Regions from separate parts of the Anas platyrhynchos genome. Here region 1 is linked to region 2. Evidence: chromatin contacts called from public Hi-C data. All regions are on one chromosome and are shown on one strand. The core of a region is the stretch at or near the end of the contact, and the rest is flanking DNA. Distances in the headings are between cores, read along the strand shown.

Region 1 (6,996 bases), core at 1,648-4,147, 110 kb after region 2:
AGTTAACACTCTTAGTATTTTCCCATGTATTATTACTGACAATACTTAATACATACAGCAGGATAGGTCTTATTTTAAGGAATAAATATATTGAATGTAGACTGCAAATTTTCTTGCTAAAATAAATGTTGCTCTTGTTAAAGTAAACTTATATTGCCATGCACAGAAATAATTCTTTTGAACAGTTACCGTATTTGATCAATTATCACCCAGATGCTTTGCATTTAGAGTGATGATTTGCCTCATTCAAGGAACTCTAAAGGTAATTGAAGTGAATTTTTCAAATGGTGGATCAAGGACAGAAGCTGGTGATATGCTGCCTACCTTTGGAGAGTAGCCAAGCATAATATTTAAAACATCTTTTTCTCCAGAGGACCATCCAATTACTACATCAGTTACTACATGAGTAAGATCAAGTAGCATTTTTCCAAATTAGCAGTAGATACCGTGAACTAAATAAAATCAACAATGAATTTAAACTAAATGCAAGGTGAGACAACAAAAATGGAGAATGAGCAAAGACGCGAGCACTCCATCTGGCCGTTCGCAATCCAGAAGGGAATGCAGCTCTGTCAGAAGAGGGTCAGCGTAAAACAGCTTGACTCTCAGCAATCAAACCAAGCGCAGCGCAGTGCAATTGTTGTTGATCAAATACACATTTTCTAGTGAAACCATCTGCAATGTGATTTGTGTCTTTCCTGACCAGAATATATTTATGAGAATGCACCAGTGTGATGCAGTAAATGAGTTTCTGTGCTATTGTTGACAACTTAAGTGATTCTTTTCATAAAATCAGAAAATAATCATAGTGCTGGCCATGTGGAAAATGGGAATATTCAGAAAAAGTTGAACTGTCTTTGAGATGTCTGGTTAAAAGGGATGGGAGCTATGCGACAGGATTACAAAAGCTGTGGCGTGGCAGTTGTGAAGGTTGGGTGAGGAAAGTGGCTGCGTTCAGAGCAGGGCCGGGCCGGCCCTTCCAGACAACATCTTGCAGACCTGTGAGAAGTGCTGGCTGCTCCAGTGCTGCCTTCTGTGCTCGCAGATTCAAGCGAACGTCGGAGGACATCTTTGTAGTTCTGAATTGAACAGCTGCAGGGTTATTAGAAGATTCATAAAACCTACAAAAGACCTCATGAATTTCTAAAGACTCAGAAATGTAGAGTGTGCAGAATAACATCTGCTCATGTTTCCTAAGGTCTATTGTTGCATCTGCCCTGACAAAGAATCCCAAAGAATGCACGTTGTTTGTATGTTTTCTAAACACTTCATGAGACATCGTTTCTAACAGCTCATTTGAATATCCAGGAATATCCTTTCACACAAATTCCCTCTGCAATCAAACAGGAATTAAGAGGAAAATATGTTCTTGTTTTAATATTTGAAAAAGAAATCTGCTGAAAATCAGGCAATTACAGTTGCCGGAGGCATTGATGAGAGTGATTGGAAGCCAAAAGATTACTCCCTGTCGGTGATTTTCCTTTGCTTTTTCTACATTTGCTCCCAGTGGTGACTGGGAGAGGGAGCACACACTGTAAAAGCCTTACAGGGCTTCAACAGTACTAAAATATTTGACTTATGCTAACGGGAGCATTTGTTATGAGACTGCAGGAAAATGCATCACCTTCTTCAAAGTACCCCAGACAGTCACAGAGACAATAATGGTAAATTATTTGATATTGATATTGATTTAGCTTCTGAACAAGCTTCAGTTTGTTATCCCTCTCCAGTTGTTATCGGGGTTGGGGGAGTCATTGTATAAGATGGAAGATTTTCTTTGGAGGAAATTGAAAATGTCAGTACTGTAAGAGAATCTTTAGAAAATCACTGAGCTATATGGGAACTCTGTAGTTAACATGTAAGTACCATCACAGAACAACAAAAAAAAAAATCATGGCATAGCACATCTGTTTAAAAAGAGTGCTGAATGGAAACTTCCCTCTTGAACAGCTTCACAACCTGGAGGATGTTCTCAGCTGCCTGCAGCTCGTCAGGCGGGTAAGTGCTCTGCCAGCAGCTCCCCTCTGCCCACCTGCCTTTCATTCTCCTGCTGATGTACATGAAAGTGTGGTGCTGTCACAGGGTGTTGTTGTGTTTTCTCTATCTTTTTCTGCTCCCATCTCATGTGTGTTGCTGTCGAATTGCTGCAGGGAAGCAGTAGCAGCACCTGCAGTGAGACTCAGGACCTCAGCAGGCTTTTCTTGCAATTGGTTTTCCATCTCCATGCCATCACCAAGGCTAATGAGCAAACAAAGGCTTCATTTAAGATTATACTCACATGACCATAAGACGTTCGAAAGAGACAATGTTAAAAAAAGGAAATGCTTGAAGTTTTCTCACTTGGTAATTCTGGTTTCCCTTACCATTCCCTAGAGTAGCTGAGGTGTGCTGGCCAAGAGATTAGGAGTTCCCTCTTTTCTAATAGTTTTGTGGCCTTTTCTCCTATGTGTCCTTCTCTTCTTCAGACTCAGGACAGTGCTTTTTAGAATAAATTAAACTTTTCTGATGTAAGTCATGTTCCTTACTACGGCAGCAGTGCTGGAAATGGGTGCTTGTATTGGCCGCACTGTTTCAAAGACACTCCTGCAAAAAAAATGGCTTCATAGATGAGAGCGGTGGGTGCTCCCCTGCATCTGCATCTCAAACCTACCGGAGGGCTATTTGACAAATATGATGTGCTGCCTGTTCCCTTAAACTGTTTGCCACAGAAGGGAAATAGGGATGTATGTCTTCATGTTAAGCCAGGGTCTCGTTCCCCTCGGAACGCTAGCGTTGGGTGTTGGGGTGTGAGAAGGGCAGCTCGTGCTTAGCAGCTGCTTTAGTCAGAGTGCACTGCTCTGGTGCGTAGTAATGCTGCTTCTCAGCTGGAGCTCTCTGACTTCCCCGTGCTGCCAGGATGTTGTGAAAGTCACCAGGAATTTCCTTCAGGGCTGATGCTGCAGTAGGGCAGCCGCGGGGCTGCAGGGCAGGGTGCGGCTGTCCCTGCAGTGCTGCGCCTGCAGCAAGTAGGGTACAGCCCCAAACCTTGAGAAAACAGAGAGATAAGGACCATATAATCCAGATTAATAATATCATTTTAATATTCTTTTTGAATGTGCATAAATGTTATTTCAGTATCGTCTGCAAATTGTGCAACAGGCTTTTTTTGTCACTTTGAATAATTGGTAATTGAAAAATCTTCCCCATCTGTTTATAATAAAACGCATCTGTTCAACATCTGCTGGGGAAAAAAAGTCTTTGGTGGAGGAGAATCTGGATTAGGGAAAACGGTCACTGTTCAGAAGCCAGCAATCATCTGGTGAACCTGCACAATGTGCTTTTCCAGGTTCTAGAAGAGCACACTTCCAGACAGAGATGGTCAGCTGGGGGAGCAGGAAGGAGCTGAGCTGCTCACCTCAGCCTTGGTGCAAAAAATCCTCCTTTCCAGCCATGGTCTAACTCCTAAATTTGATTTATTATTATAGAAACATTAATAAGAATCACATATTCATTCTAGAGTCACACCACTTAAAATATTGGCCTGTACTTTCAAAAACAACTATTTATTATGTGTTAGGTCAAACCCTCTTAACATCCATGCTTTGGGCCTTAGCTGAAGCCTTTAAAAATGGCAGTCCCTTTGCAAAGGAGGCATCTACACCCTTATTCTTTTTTTCTTTTTTCTCTTTCTGCTCAAAGAGGCTTCAGGTACCTCAGAATTTTGTTATTGTAAATAGCACCTCACTGTAATCTACCATCCACTGTGTTCTCTTTGACTCTTTCACCACTTTTAGAAGTAATAAGAAAATTATTCAAGTTCCTTGATTCTAAATGAAAGCTTTTTTACCACTGAGGTAATTCCAGTCCGTAAGAGTGAGTCAGAGAGAGCGCATCTCTGTTAAAATGTCGGTGTTTTTACCATGTTTCAGCTGTGACATTCTGCAGTAAATAGCTATGACGTATACATGAAACACAGTTTCCAAGAAAGACGAGAGATCTGGACTAAATTCCTGGTATTTGTAAAGAAAAGTGGAGAAAAAAAAAATCTTGCTATTTTTATTTTATTTTATTTTCCTCAGACTCTTTTAACAGGAAGTATAAATCACAATTGGGTCTGTTCTTTGATAGTCACCTGTATATACCTGTCAAATAGTCTGCATGTGCTGTCTGCCAAGGAAGCACTGAAAAGCAGAAGGCTGAACTCTCCCCCAGTACTTGCGTTCCTGCAGATCAGCTCTAAGACAAAGAGATAATCTCCTCTTTATTTCCTGATGTCATTACACACAAATTAACACATGAGCTTTTCTGAGCAGAGCGGGCTTTGTTAACAGGTAGCAGGAACACAATGGTAAACAGCCTGGAGTAAGCGACTCCAATGCAATAATCTTTTGTTTTGGTTTCAGAGCAGTAGCTCTCTGAAATGCTTCCTTTCAATGACATTAAAGCATGGAAACTCAACTTCTGTTGCTTGCAAATCTGATGCTATTCTTAAACGGGTGCTGCATAAAGCAATGGGAGCTCTTATGAGGCAGCAGAGCTTGGCAATGTTTAAACACAGGCTTACAAACATCTTAGGAAATGATAGGGAATTTGAATACAGTTAAATTCCACCACCTTCTTTTTTAATCTAGCTGTAAGCATGCTATAAAGTCAATTTGCATTTGATTTAGTGCTGTATGGAATCTTCTGTTCCATTTTTCTTTGGTTCACATACATGGAGGACTTGAGGGACTAAATAAGTCATTATATATTCTGTGGCATGATATTCCTCTGATAACTTTTCAAAGACAAATTGGGAAGCTTGCATATTAAACACCAGCAGTCCATGATAATGATAGGTCAGCTTCAAGGATAAAAACAGATGTGTATTTGGAAGTTAGGATCTTATGTTTGTATAAAATTTCAGTTTGATCTAGAAAGATCTCTTCTATATAAATTCATCTGATAAAGTCATTTTTCCAGGTGAGGGAAAAAAAAAAAAAAAAGAAGGCTTAGACACTTCTAGTATTCTTGAGCAGTGTAGCAGTGTGCTGGTAGGATAAGTCATAATGAGATTCAAAGAGGAATTTGGACCACATTCAGTGTGAAAAGGGTTTTTCAGGATTTGTCAAGAGTTGTCTTACAAGCCCCAGCTATTCCTGGCCAGTGCACATATCTGCACAAAACCCCCATGAACTCAAATCTTGTTCTGAACTTGAAATACAGACAATTTTTCAAACACAAGTCAATGCTGATCTAATGCTGGATGATAAATTCACATGTGTCTTGTGATGTTTTACTTTTTAAATGCAAAACTAAGTGAGGCAATGCTGACCATTTTCAGCAGCAGCACTTAAACACCCATCCAAGCACCAAGCTCAGCAGAGCCTGGCAGGGGGGCGCAGAGCTGTGGGGGCACAGGGTGTGTAGGTGCTGAGCGAGGCAGCCACTGGGGGCATAAACATGGTCAATTATTCTGTAGTAATAGATGTGTTGTAATTAGATGTTGTCTTATATCATAGTCCTGCATGTTGTTTCCATGAAGACAGAATTTTGTCTATAAAGGAACATCTTTACACCAGCAAAGATCACTGCTGCGTTCTGTGTGGCTCAGCCCGTGAGGAAAAGCTTGTACACTTCAGCATCACAGATATCGCTCTGATGATGGTACTGACCGAGTGTCACGTGGGGGGGACAGTAGTGGAAGTAAAAAGCTGTTCTCAGCAGCTGTCCTTTCCTCTGAGGTAACGTGAGAGGTGTGCTGCTCCGTGCCCTCAGAGGTTACTAAATCCTGTGTGCATTTGTTTCTCTTCCTCCCTCTGATATATTCACAAATGCTTTTGTCAAAACTAAAACCAAAACATTAAGATGACACATATCTGCAGGGAACCTCTTCTCCTCGCTCACCTTCCCTTTTCAGCCAGTCTGTAGAAAACACCTTCAGCTCTGAGAGTCAGGCATCTGCTGCTCGCTGAGCTGACGGGCAGGGTGGCGTCTTTAATCTCTTGATCAGCGTCACAACCAAAGGAACAGAAGGGTTAGCAGAGGGAGGGATTTGGTAGCATCAAATACGTTTGAATGTGTCCCTGGGGATCCGAGGAGGCCTGGCAGGTGATGCTGTTGCCTGTGGCAGGGGCATAAGGGGAGCCCATCGGGCAGGAACCAGCTCCACATCTGGCTCATTTGTGCAGGCAGGCAACAGCAGCAGCAACTCGTGGAGTGCAGGAATGCACTTTGACTAGGGCTTGGGGATGCTGTTCCAGGTTTTCATCTGGTTGTATGTGTACTGAACTGCCCAAGTAATCCTGAAAAATAGTTCCCAAGCAATTAGAAAGAACCACCTAATTTGCCCTTTCAAAGCTTGGTTGTATGTTTGTATGTTTTGTGTCAATTTATCCTGTCACTCAGTGAAATCATAATTAGGTTTCACTGCAACATAAATGTTAGTGAAATGTGCTGTCCAAGTCAATCAGTGTTACAAAGAAATTAATCAGATCCAGTTCCTCCTTCTAATGAACTTCCTCATTAGCTGCTGGCTCTTCTCTGCAGCCTGTACTCGTTGTGTGCGGCGTAGCTTCAGCAAGTTTCATTACCTCTTTCTCTGACGGCTTTGTCATCGCATCCCAATGGGGACAAAGCAAGGAGCATGCCATTTCGTGGAGAGACGTGTCAGTGAGCAGGGACCAGAGCATGGGCTTTGAAATGGGGTAGATCTGCTTTCGCACCTTTAGAGTACAAATTGCACAAAATGAGACTGAGAACAGTAGTGCAGGATTTACCTCTCCCAGCCCTATCCCCTACTTGACAATGCCGTGACAAAATGTTTAACTGCATGGCAATTGAAAAGCAGCAGAGAGGTTACAGTGTAAACATTTGTGTGTAAGTATCACCAAACAATGTTGGTTACAGCTGTTTTCTGTACTGCTTCCTTTTAAGATTGCTCTGATTTGCTGCCCCAGTCATCCCAGTGACTTGGACTGGTGGAGACAGAGGTGCAAACGGAACTGTATTGTCAAGATGCAACGGTTGCAACACTGC
Region 2 (6,908 bases), core at 3,237-5,736:
TGCTCTCCAAGCTCAGACTGCACTTTGGATAACATTTATTATTGCACAGCAGACAGGAAAAAAATGTTATACAAAGGATACCACGCACCCACGTTTGCTTTTTCTTGCAATAACACAGCATTTCTGGCTCCCGTTCAGCCCACGCGCTGCTGCAGCCTCAGCTCCGTCCTCCCCACCAGCGCCTGCCGAAGGAGCAAGTGGAGGAAACAAAATTTAAACTGCTTTTGGGAGGGGGAAGCAAAAAACTGCTTTTTTTCCTTCTGTTTGGCTGATGTGCCTGAAGCTGGGCTGCCCGCAGCCTCTGCAGCACTGAGCATGGCCACAGGGACACAGGTGTGCACACCGTGACATCGCGAGGAGCAGAACGTCCCCCGAGCCCCGGCAGTGCCTGGCACAGCTCCTGAGCACACCTCAGCCCGGTGTCCCGGTGCAGGGCACCACCACGCTGGTGGCAGCACACCGCGGGGTTTGGCTGTGCTGTGGGCAGGGGAGGCGTTTGCATTTCCTACCTGGTTGACAGCGGGCTGAGCAATTCAGAAGTCAGCAGGCTTCCAAAAGTAAATGAGGGGAAAAACTGCTGCTGATTTAGGAAGTTATTGTGTGCTTGGAGCCAGAAGGTGGCCGTTTTCTGCCCATTGCGCTTTCATCACAAGCCTGCCATTTATTTTAGCACTCTGCGACTTGAGGTGCGTCCAAGAGCCAGGTGCATCACCGCGCCTGTGGGCACCCCGTGAGGCTCCCCACTCGTGGCCAAGTCCTTGGTGAAAATCACAGCAGTTGTGTGACCAGGGAAAGCCGGGGTTGAGGCTGGAGCAGCCACCAGCACTGGGGCACCGGCAGCACCCGGGGGCCAGGGTGAGGGCCCCCTCCCAGCAGCCAGGCTCAGGAGTGAGCACAGTGGCCCTGGCCCGTGCTGCGCCCAGGGTTTCAGGAAGAGGGGAAAGGGTTTCTCTGCTGTTCCAAAAGTAGAACAATTTCCACCAGGCCTACGGGAATGGATGGAGGCGTTTTCTCTCGTTTGGGAAGCAGTCTCTGCTGTGTACCCATTTTAATCACAGCATCTCAGTGCCAGATCTCCAAAGTGCCATGCTCCTCCTGCAGGGCGACCTTGCAAAATGACCTTGCACGGCTCGGCACAGGCAAGTAGCAGCAGGGCTTTCTGCAGGCTGAGGGCAGGCAGAGAACAGCTTCCAGCTAGCGGAGCAGGAAGCAAAAGAGTGCCGGGTGTGCAGGCGACCGAAGGGGCAGGGACAGGAGAGGTGTGTCTGAGCGACGGGGGGGAGCACAAAATGGCAAGCGCTGCTGTGCTCCTCGCACAGCGAGACCACAACCCTGCCGTCACGGAGACGCGCTGAACAGAGCAACTCGGCACTGGAGCAAAACAAGGTGGGTGTGAAGAGGCTAGGAAAGGAGTCGTGATGTTTTGGTAAAATGTAAATTAGCGTTCAGCGGCGTGCTCGACACACAGTGATCCAGATACGAAAGTAAGTATGTTATGATGGAAACAAGGTAAATGAAGTCTAATAACCCCGGCAGTTTAAAGGAGGAGTGCTCCAGCATTACGATTGGTTCAGATGTGTCAGTAACAAGAAGATGCATTAAAATCATGAAGTGTTTTATTTTTGGAAAGATGATGTATTTCTCTTGAGCTTAATAGTGTCCTAATCCCACTAAAAGAAAGACTAAGTTATAATGTGAGCTCCTAAATAATGTATCGCAGGTCAATTTTGAAACACACCAGAAAGCACCATTTAGCACTGAAGGTTTTTTATTCCCTTTAGGTATGGTAATGCATTAGTTGGATCCCAACTTCTTCGGCACTGCAAGCGTCTCGGTGGCTCTTCCCATCACACACGCGCTACTTGGCAGGAATTGGCTTTGCAGCTTTATAATGGGCCTCCTGTCTTGCAAAGCTTTGGGATCGCTCCTTTCAATGTGGATTTATGGCCTCACTTTTCACTAAAACATCAGGAATAGGTTAGGTAAAACGTTGGGCAGTTTAAATAAGCACCAACCCTTGCTTCGCCAGGGGATTGACGGGGGACCAGCAGTGGCAGTGCTGGAGCCAGCTCTGGGCTCGCAGCTCCCAGCTGCTGGCCAGCCTTAGCATGGGACCAACCCTGTCCTCCGCTGCTGTACGGAGCTGGTCTCATACTGACACAGATTTTACATAGGCAAAACATATACTTGTTTATTCTGGAAGGAGAACAAACTTATTCTGTAAGCTGTAGTTAGCCATCAGATGTTTAGATATCATGGTACTGGACAGCTGGGTACCGTCCCCGAGAAAGGCTGCCCAATTAAAGAGCCTTCAGATGGAGGCAGTGCAGGCAGGGATGCTAAAAGCCTGTAATAAAACTCTTCCCCGGGCTGACAGAGGTAATTGCTGTGAAAGCCATTTCCATCACGCTCCCCATCACGAAGCCAAAGCACGTGCCGTGAGCACGGCCCGGCTCCTTCTCCACCCAAGGTGCCTCCAGGCCCCTGCCTGCCCAGCACCAGCACTGCCCGTGCATGAAAAACAAGAAGGGGATGGTGGAAAATGCTAATGTGCTTTTCTGAAGAACAGCCTTTCTCTTCCTCTGCAAACCCTCCGAGCCAGGACCCGCAGCCGCAGGCATCGCCATGGTTACTGCTCGGCGCACGCGCGCTGCCTGCTCCGGCGGCACCGGCCGGGATGCGGGAGCAAGGCAGGAGCCAGAGGAGGATGCAGAGGGATGCGATCGCACCTGGGGACATGCTGCCACGAGGCTGGGCCCTTCGGGTCGGCCCTGGGCAGAGATCTGCTCACGGTGCTGTGAAGGCTCGGTGCCAGCCGGGATGTGTGAGCGCAGGCACTGCGCTGGTTGTGGGGACAGGGCGCACACCCAATATCACCTGCCCCATGGCCATGCCCCCGTGGTGCCCCAGTGCTGTTGGCTACAGCTGGGTTCAGTTATATCTGTTTTATTTGGTGGAATTGTCTCTGCACTGACTACACACCTAAGTGCTCACAGCACACGGCAAGCAACATTTGGCAAAGAGCCGCAGCAAAGCAGCGTGTGGCCGGGCCTTCTCGAGGCCATCGACGTGGTGCAGTAGGGTGGAAGGAGGTGAGATGGAAAGCACCAAACATCGCGGGGTCACTGCTCACACCCCAGCAAGAAACGGGACAGCGCCCGCGAGTGAGCCTAACAGAAAGGTGGCGAGGAGGAAACCCTGCGGTGCTGCTCCTTGCCTCCAGCAGAAGTCTGAAGAGCAACGCGTTAGAGTTGCACCTCGTGAGTGCACATGGATGCATCAGCTGCATGCGGGATTGATTAAGATACTTTAAAAAAAAAACCACCTTTTTGAAAGCATTTAGGAAATAGGTGAAGGCAGAGCTAAAGTCCCCCTTGAAAACACGTGAGCAGAAATGGGCTGGTGTTATATCACTGCAAGTCACCAGAAATCACGCTGAAAGCGCCCGGGTTGTGCTTGGTGGTTGGCTTCCCTTTACATCAAAGCCATTTGATTTCTGGAGCCCTCACCCTGAGCCCCCCCCGGGTGACACCAGGCTAACACAGCTGCGGGCAGGGGCTGCGCTGTCACCTGGTCCCTGCGCCAGACCCGAGGCCACCCCTGGGCACAACTGGGGGCAGGATGGGGACAGGAGGGGGGCATGATGGGGACAGGAGGGGGGCAGGAGGGGGGCAGGAGGGGGGGAGGAGGGGGACAGGATGGGGGCAGGAGGCGCTGCCCCCCCCCGGCTGGGCTCGGCCCCGCTGCCCGCAGGGGGCGCCCGCGGCGCGGCACGGCCCGGATCGGATCGGCGGGGAGCGGGGTGCGGGAAGAGGGGAACGGGAAAGGGGAGAAAAAGGGGAGAAGAAAAAGGAGAAGCAAATAAAGAGAGGAAAAGGAGAGGAGAAAAAGTGAAGAGAGGGGAGAAAGAAGAGAGAAAAGCAGAGCAGAGATGAGAAAGCAGAAGAAGAGAAAAAAAAGAAGAGAGAAAAGAGAAGAGAAGAGAAGAAGAGAAGAGAAGAGAAGAGAAGAGAAGAGAAGAGAAGAGAAGAGAAGAGAAGAGAAGAGAAGAGAAGAGAAGAGAAGAGAAGAGACGAGACGAGACGAGAAGAGACGAGAAGAGAAAAAGAAAAGAAAAGAAAAGAAAAGAAAAGAAAAGAAAAGAAAAGAAAAGAAAAGAAAAGAAAAGAAAAGAAAAGAAAAAAAGAAAAAAAAAAGAAAAGAAAAAAGGAGCCATTTCCAGTGTTTGTCCACCCCTACAGCCACCACCTTTTTCGCAGTGTGCAGTCCGATCCTCTCCTGAAGGCTCTCCCTTTCCCTCCCCCCAGCAGGAGGTGCCCAGCCCTCCCAAGTGCTCTGTGCTGCTCTGGGAGCGTTCCCCCCTTGAGCTGTGTGGCAGGAGCAGGCAGGACCGGGATCCCTCGCAGGGTGCCCTGTGGCCCAGCTGTAGCCGCTCGGGCTCAGAGCTTGCCGAGGCTCGCCCCGTGCCCGGGGCAGGTGGTGCAGGAGATGCGGGATTCAGTCACCAGCAGCGGGAGCTGCAGGAGAGCTGCAGCATCGCCCTGCCTGCTGCCCCACTGCGAGGCTGTGCGGCCCTCCTGCCTCCTGCCCCGGGCTGCCAGCAGCCCTGCTCCTGCTCCTGCTCCTGTGCCATGGGGACTCGCTGCCCCTCACGGGTGCACATTCTCTGTGGTAAGGGTAAAACCCTTCCTGGTCAAGAACATGATTTATCGCATCTCTGACAAAACGGAGCAGTGTGGATCTGAGCCACCTGCCTCCATGCAGGATGTGAGATGTTGAAGGCTTCGTCTCCACAATAGCAACCCACACGGTGCTCTGTAATTCTCAATAATTGCCTCGTTTACTTTCCCTGTGCTATCTCAGGTGCTCTGCTCTGTATTTCACTGGCTCTGCTTGCCGTAGATTTGCAGTCTGCATTCAAAGACTGCGAAGCCAGAAGAGATCGCTGTGATTTTCCAGCATGACCTCCTTCATAACACAAACTGCAGCACTCCCCCAGCCACATTCCTGCCTGGCTGCAGCATCTTGTGTAGGAAAAAATTATCTCGTCTTAAAAAAGCCACTGGGGTAGGAGGCTCATGCTGGCTCTCAGGGAAGCGCTCCAGTGCGTGGTTGTCCTGGCTCTTCACGTTTGCCCCCACTCTGGCATCACAGAGCTTCAATGTGTAAGCACTGGATCTTAAACACGCTTTTGTCTGCCAGACCAGAGAGACCTAAAGGCAGCGAATTTTTGTTCTCTTTAGGTGTTCATAAGCTGTAATCAAATTACTGTAATTATTTGTCTGACAAACTAGCCAGGGTAAGCTCTCTAGTGCAGAGTGCTGAATATGTTCTGAAACCGGACCTTAAGTTTTAATCCACCACCTTCCAGATCTGAAGGAGAAGCAGCAGCTATTTTTGTGCAGTTTTCTTGTCTTCATTTTTAAATCTAAGTGAATGTAAAAGCAATTCCACAGCCAACCAAAATGTGATAAAGGGACAAATGTATAAAACAAATCCAAGGGCACTCATAGCACTGCAGTGCTGAAAACATTCAGCAGTCTGGATGCGGGCTGGTGGTGGCCGAGCAGAGAGCATCCTGCCAGCTACTGAAATCCCGGTAGCGTCGATCCAACCAGTGTTGCTGAACATTGCACAGCCTCTCGAGCTACGCATGTTGCCTTGGAGACATTTTTCATGCAGCAGCGTGGACAAGGTTTCCTTGCGCAGTTCATGTTTGACTTGTATCACGACGCTTGCATCCCTCCTGCCCTGGTGCTATCCAGCGCTGCAACGTGCTCATCCCCACACTGCTGCAGAAACAACTCCCAAAACCTAGCCAAAACTGCGGGGACCTGTATGGTTTGGAGTTTCCATTTTCCAGGTCTGCTTGCAGGGTACACGGGAACCCTAGCCAAACACCTGATTCACCCCTCTTTAAGGTACAGCAACTCCAGAAGCTAGGTTTAAGAGCAATTAGTGGAGCAGTCTGGTTTGAAAAGCAGGAAGGGAGCCTCAGAGCTGGAGGGCAGTGCTGCAAGCCCCGGCTGCTCCAGGAGGAGCAGGGATGGGGAGGGATTTCTCTCCCTTCACTTCCAGCCTGGCCCTGCAGTGCTGAGCTGACCCCTGAGGGCCAGCAGCACACACGGGTCCCTGCCGGGTCACTGCAGCTGGTCATGGTCACGGTCACGGTCACGGTCATGGTCACAGTCACGGTGCTCCCCACACCCCGAGCACAGCCACGGGCAGCCAGGCTGGGCACTGGACTTGAATGCTGGCCGTGCAATCAGCACAGGCTTTGTGCTCGCAGTTATAAAAGTATTTGGGCCCCCGGGTCTGCATGCTGGGCAGCGCAGTGCTCTGCCTCTCTGCTCTCATACCGGCTGAAATCTTTCCGTACACATGTAAATCCTCCAGCTAATGCCCCAGGTAGAAGGCCCGCTGTTTATTCATGTGCATGGTGGCTGCCAGCAGCTAGACCTGTTAGGAGAGGTTCCAGTTCACGAGGGGTTAGGAGGCTTGCCCAGCGTGGGCACTGGGAAAGGAGAGCTGCTTTACAAGCCAGCAGCTGCTCACTTTGGGAGGCATTTTGGTCCTGCTCTGCAGCTGAGACCAAATGCTTTTCTGTCAGTAGGTTAAAAACAAAGCAGCAAGAGACATATCAGTAAGGCGGCAGCAGGCCATAATCCTCGGTGGTTAAAACTCTGCAGGACTCAGTATTGGTACTTTGGGGTAGCTCAGTGGAAGGCAGTGGAATTGCAGCAGCTTCCACCAGCCGCTGATGAAGTCTTTGCATTCTTACTTCATCCTCACTGAGGGGATATTGCTGGACCTGGGCCAAATGACCGATTCCTGTTAAACTCCCTGGTTTGGATCGCGCAGACCAAGGCATGCACGGGAAGCTGCTGCCGTGCTCACGTGGACGTGAC

Evidence for each region. A called contact is a pair of places that touch in the nucleus more often than the background predicts.
Region 1: a contact with region 2 is called in a Hi-C map of subcutaneous adipose tissue, with 2.2 times the contacts expected there. The contact joins two enhancer-like sites. A contact is called at or near these places in 3 of 8 Hi-C or Micro-C datasets (liver, skeletal muscle and subcutaneous adipose tissue).

Annotation. Positions count from the first base shown.
Region 1 is chr9:1,011,629-1,018,624 of IASCAAS_PekinDuck_T2T, forward strand. The region is part of intron 8 of RAP2B (RAP2B, member of RAS oncogene family); the gene reads left to right. Among named protein-coding and RNA genes, the nearest start is that of ARHGEF26, 42 kb to the right of the region's middle. Within about 2 kb of position 2,898, at least 2 of the 8 cell types and tissues checked have an H3K27ac peak or open chromatin away from gene starts, as enhancers often do. A contact at or near this core is called in subcutaneous adipose tissue, where this site is marked.
Region 2 is chr9:896,150-903,057 of IASCAAS_PekinDuck_T2T, forward strand. No RefSeq gene overlaps it. Among named protein-coding and RNA genes, the nearest start is that of P2RY1, 22 kb to the left of the region's middle. Within about 2 kb of position 4,487, at least 4 of the 8 cell types and tissues checked have an H3K27ac peak or open chromatin away from gene starts, as enhancers often do. A contact at or near this core is called in subcutaneous adipose tissue, where this site is marked.